Linked DNA regions of Pan troglodytes: region 1 is linked to region 2. The links are chromatin contacts, called in public HiChIP or PLAC-seq maps. All regions are on one chromosome and are shown on one strand. The core of a region is the stretch at or near the end of the contact, and the rest is flanking DNA. Distances in the headings are between cores, read along the strand shown. Region 1 holds the start of PCM1 (pericentriolar material 1). Region 2 holds the start of PDGFRL (platelet derived growth factor receptor like).

Region 1 (2,700 bases), core at 113-2,612, 350 kb before region 2:
GGGTGGTAGGGGCGCCCAGAAAGCCCGCTCCTTCCAGCGCCCAAACACGAACCGTCACCCGTAAGACACAGAATACAGACCTCAACTCGCTCAAAAAAAACCAAAACAAAACAAAAAAATTAAACCAGGCGAGTTCCTGGGGAGTAGGCTGAGGGATGCAAAGTTGGCGCGCCCAGCCTCCCTGGCGGGGCCTAATCCCCAAACGCCAGTTTCTGCAAACCAAACAACGTTTCCCCCAGTCCCACTTGGCATTTAGTCTTTCCCGGTTCTAGGCCCAATTCTAACTAGATATGCAGGAAGGGAGAAAGAAGGGGCAATAATTACTCCATTAACATTCCCAGGAACGCCTCCCCCGGCCCGTCGGCTCCCACAGCACCAGAGACGGCGGAAATCCTGCAGCTCACAGCCCAACTGCAACTCTTCAGAGTCGCGTCGCTCCTCATCCGCCCTTCTACACCCCAAACTCTGGACACCGAGAGTTCCACAGAGGGAACGCGGGGAAGAACTATGGCCACCAAGGCCTGTTTCTCTGAGAACTCGACCCAGTGCCCCTGGCACCCAAACCAGAGCCCCCGCTCCGCTTCCTCCGCCCGCAAGGGGTATTCCCGGAGCCACCGGGACGCAGAACAGCCTCCCCGACAGGGCCAGCAGGAGGGGCGAGGAGGCAAGAAGAGAGTCCTGCAATCACCAACGCGTCCCGAGGTGCTCACCCGGGGATCCCGGCGGTCAGTCCTGAGGAAGCGGGCGGACTGACCGCCTAGGGCACGGGAAGCCCGGGGCAGGAAGACCCGGGAACCTACCGAGGAGGCGTGGGCCCGTGGCCAGACCCAACAGGGCCAAGTGTCCCGGAGCCGTTACTCTCCCGCCCCTGGGGCGCGCCGCCCTCGGTTGCCAAGGGCTGGGGACGCGCAGGCATTACCTCTACAAGAAGCAGCCTCTCCTGTCAAAGGCAGAGCGACAGTCAGCCCCCACGACCCGCCGCCGGCAGCGGTCGGCCCTCGGAGACCGCAGCAGAGAGGCCCACACGTTTCCTGGCTGCCTCGGCCCCAGTGGCCGCCTTTTCGACCTCCGCTACGCAGCGCCAACCGCCGCAGCCACCGCCATCTTAGGATCTCATTGTGGTGGGAGAAGAGGGGCGGGGGTACTGCAGAGGGGGCAACGCGCGGCGGGACATGCGCCGTCTCCTCGGCAACGGCCGCGCGGGGGCGAGAACTCGCCCGGGCGGGAGCCGCAGTGCGAGCTAGACTGGAGTCATGTGACCCGCCGGAGTCTGTGGTGTCGCTTCTGGCTCTTTAAGCCGAAAACAGATTACACCAACGAATCCGCCCCCACCCGCCCAGGAACTATGTATCCCAGAATGCCAACTAGACCCCGCGTTCTAAACGCCTGCCGGCCACAGGTGGAGGACTACAAATCCCAGCATGCTGTGCGCTTCCGGCGCTGATCGCGGAGCGTGGGGTCCTAGGCCTATGCGGAAGTGCATTGATCCCTCAGCCCGTGGAGAAAGAGCGGAGGCGCTGTGCGGTTTTCCGTGGGGGTGTCAGCTCCGGCCCGTGCCGGAAGAAGGAGCGAAGACCGGGATCGCTTTTTTGCCCCTTCCTCACCCCACATCCGGTCACGAAGAGGTGGAAACAAAAGGACACTTACAATGTAGTCCAACCTCCTGATTTTACATATGAGGGGATTGTTCCACGGAAGTTAAACAATTTGCCAAACGTCATTATGTATCTACTGAGTGAGAGAATCATAAATATTGTTGATAGTTAACGCCACTTTTGGTTAATGTCTCTTTTCCTTAAAAGAGCCAGATGATTTTAATCCAAACTTAATTTCAGTAAATTTTCTCTGAATTATCTTTTTATTTATACTCTCCTGTTGCAGCTCTATTAAGATTAATAAATTGGCAGGTCCTCCCTTTAAAAAACAAAAATCAATAAAGTCACAAGGCCTTCAATGTGCCTGACTGGAAAGGTAAAACACCTGTCAGTTTTAGTTGAGTGCAAGGGCATTCTTCTAGTTTTACGCAGTTTATAATTATGGAATAACTTTTTAAGCAAAATAAAGGTAAAAAGAAGAATTGCATTCTGGGTTTCAACAACAAAAGCAAATTGTTCCCAAAATAGTAGGTCTGCATCTGAGTACGCAATTCACATAAAGCTCTTCTATCCCACTGCAATTTGCCACCGTAGGTTCAGTCTTGAGTGCATTGATCCTTGGTCAGACACTTTTTCCTCATATTCTGTGTGTGTATCGCTAACGACTGAGGTAGCAAAAATATAGTCCCTGCCCTTGAAGAGCTCATATTTTAGTGAAGGATGCGGAAGTGGAGTGTGATGTAAATAAAGTTTGTGTTGTAAGAAAAAGTGCTGTGGGAGCTCAGAACACAGCAGCTAAACGCTCAGGTGTTTATTGTAGTCCAGAATGCCCTATCCTAATTCCACCACACCAAGATCCTGGACAAGCGACGTTCCTTTCTGAGCCTTAATTGCCCCATCTATGAAATGAGGGGGAAGGAATAATACTGCCTACCTTGAAAGGATTTTTTAAAAATGTTCTCAGAGTTTGTTTTATGCCAGGCACACTGTAAAGCACTTCGGCTGTTGTGATTTTCTTGATCCTCACAGTTACCCTGAAGAGGCTGGTTCTGAATCTGACCCGTTTTGGCAATGAAAGATTATATAAATCAAACTTCTAGCAGCT
Region 2 (2,700 bases), core at 129-2,628:
GGGAGGTCACCTGGAACTCTGCAACCGAATCAGCGATTGCCGAGCTTAGGTGGCACTCGCTCTCAGCAGCAGAGGTCCCAGCCACGCCGCTGGGAGGTGGAAGCGATCCGAGGCTCCCGCGCCACCTCCCAGACCGACACGTTGACATTGGGGGCTGGACCAGGCGCTGGCTGGGGATGCTTGGTTCGCCCGGAGATGGGGACTTGGAGAGGTCCTGGTGGGCTCCTAAGGGTCGGGGTAGCTGCCACCACCCCTAGAGGGCTCTCCGGGCAGGCAAGGAGTGGGAGGAAAGGAGACCCCACCAGGAGGGGGCAGGTGCACCGGGCAGGCAGTGGCGCGGGGGCTGAGCCACCGAGGGCCGAACGTTAGAGCAAGAGCTGGCAGGAGGGCGGCGGGGGCTTCGGGTCCCGGCTAAAGTCAGGGCACAAGCTAGGTGGCCCCGCGCCCAGAGTCACTCACCATCCTCCAGCGCTTCGTGCAGCAGCAGAAGACCAAGCAGCAGCCAGACCTTCATCTCGGAAACCTCGGACCTCGGAGCGCAGGAGCGCGGCGGCTGCGCGGGGCGGGGACGCAGGGGAGGCGGCGGGCGAGGGGCGGGCTCCTGGGACGCCGAAGCGGGAGGATTCGGTTTCTTGAGGAGGAACAAGGTTTGAGGGAAAAAGTTGGGGAATTTTTTTTTTTAGTTCTCTGTGTAATGTGACTTCTCCTGCCCCCTGGCGGAGCCGCGGTGCGCAGCACTTCTTCCCAGCGCGGGTAGGAAAGGCTAAGCGTGAAATGTACATTACAACAGCCATTCCTTGAATTTCTCCAACGCTTGGCGTTTTCACCAAGGTTGTCAAGTTCAAGAAGGATCAGCGGGTGCTGATGGGGTCACTTTTAACCACGATTGTCCAAATGTTACCAGCGCCCGCCCCACCTCCTCAGGCAGAACCTGAGTGCTCTGTAAAAAGTGCTCCCTAAATATTTCTGTTCATTCCATTTCTCTCCCCCACATGCACTCACTCACAGGACCGTTGCCCTGGGTTCTTGCTGCTCCTCTGTGTCTGGCCAGAGTTGGTCTCCGCACCCAGCCCTGTAACTGCTGGTGGGGGTGGGAGGACGGGTTCATTACAGGAATAACGTGGAAAATGAGACTGTGCAGACAACCCGGGCCTGTGGAGGTGAGGCAGGAGAACAGGGAATTAGGGTAAGCACGGGCTAGGGTATGAGCAGGAGAACAGCAGGTGCAGCCAGTTCGCAGAAGCAAAAGATCAGCAGGTGCAGACAGTTCTAGGCATGATTAGGCGGCACACAGGCCACATCCTCGCTCCTCTGATAACAAGGCAGAAGTTTCCACTTCAGCCTCTGACTGGTCGCAGGCCAGTCGTTCGTAGGGTGTAACCAGTTGGAGGCCTCTAAAGGGAACCCAAGGGTGTTGCCAAGTTCTTTTCGCTTTATAAAATCCCTGGGGAGCGTCAGGCTCTTGTGGCTTGCTGCAGCGCCCTCTGTGAATTGTCTTCTATAAATCTACGTTTTCCTTCCTCCCTTCTGTTGGTTTGTTTTTCCTTGCTTCTTTCTTTCGTTACTCTGTGCATTTCGTTCAATTTTTTGTTCAACAGGCTGAGAATCTGAACAACTCTATCAGGTAACAGTGGGGCAGAAGATACGGGCTTTCACAAGTCCCTCTGCAGAGAGCCATCCTGCGTTTCTGAGCTTGCAGACTCTCATGATCAAAGCAGTTTGCTAGCGGGGGAGATGCCTGTGTGTGTTCCCCCGGTGAGAAGCAGCCCATCTCATTGTGATCTTCAGCACCAGGCACTGCTATTAAAGGGAGCTCAATTCTAAATAACCGGAAAGGGACTTGTCCTTCAACACTCAACGAAAGAAGTGCTGCCATTTATAACAAACTAATGCTTCTCAGTCACTTCTGCAGGAGGAACCAAGAATTCTATATTCTGTTGCCAGCTCTAGCCCGAGCTTTGCCACTCACTTGCCTTGCGATGCAGACAGCAGTTGCCTGGGAATAAAGACGAGAGTTCAGATGCTGACACTGGCACAAACTCTCCATGCCTCTCAGAATTCACTTAACCTTCTGGGTTTTAGCATCTCTTGTTTATTAAGAAAGGGAACTAGGTGATTATTTCAACAGGAGTTTGCTATGTGATTAACATTATGGCTATGAAGGTTGAGACATCATCTCTCATGGCTACTTTTAAGGAGTGGACAAGCATTTAGACCACTGCAATGTGGTGTGTCAGGTTCTGGGGAGAATTCTGAGCAAAGGACTTGGAGGATGCACACAGGAGAGAGTAAATCTGCCTAAGTTGCCCCACCGTGAGATTTCTTTTCATTCTGACCCCATGAATTGACTGCTTAACTCTCACTCCATGTTGGAGCCTGGGGTTGGGTCTAGATTCCTCCTCTCGGTCGCAGTATCCCCTCCATGGTGACTATGCATGTGCTAGGTCCACCTCTCTTATGCCATTATTGTCAAGCTTCACTGCCCTGGCTCAGCTACATTTAGCTTAGAGTTGTCCCTCTTTATCTTGCCGCTTAGAGGCTCTTTTTGGGAGGCTGAGGCGAGAGAGTCATTTGAGCCTGGGAAGCGAGGTTGCAGTGAGCTGAGATGGCACCACTGCACTCCAGCCTGGGCGACAGAGAGAGACTGTCTCAAAATAAATAATAAATAAATAAATAAATAAAAGCAAAGGAGAGAGGCCT

What was found. HiChIP or PLAC-seq counts read pairs in DNA pulled down with a chosen protein or histone mark.
Region 1: an H3K4me3 HiChIP or PLAC-seq map of stem cell-derived excitatory neurons shows a contact between it and region 2, with 3 times the contacts expected there. The contact joins the promoter of PCM1 here to the promoter of PDGFRL in region 2. A contact is called at or near these places in 3 of 7 Hi-C or Micro-C datasets (blood, induced pluripotent stem cells and stem cell-derived neural progenitor cells) and 1 of 1 datasets of contacts at active chromatin or transcription factors (stem cell-derived excitatory neurons).

What each region holds. Positions count from the first base shown.
Region 1 is chr7:26,223,847-26,226,546 of NHGRI_mPanTro3-v2.0_pri, reverse strand. PCM1 (pericentriolar material 1) reads right to left here and starts at 1,362. Exons shown (of 38, transcript XM_063816237.1): 1 at 920-1,362. It overlaps FGL1 (fibrinogen like 1), which reads left to right and starts at 674. Exons shown (of 11, transcript XM_054657249.2): 1 at 674-1,971.
Region 2 is chr7:25,876,367-25,879,066 of NHGRI_mPanTro3-v2.0_pri, reverse strand. PDGFRL (platelet derived growth factor receptor like) reads right to left here and starts at 1,378. Exons shown (of 7, transcript XM_016959143.4): 1 at 1,007-1,378; 2 at 460-631. The coding sequence starts at 1,108.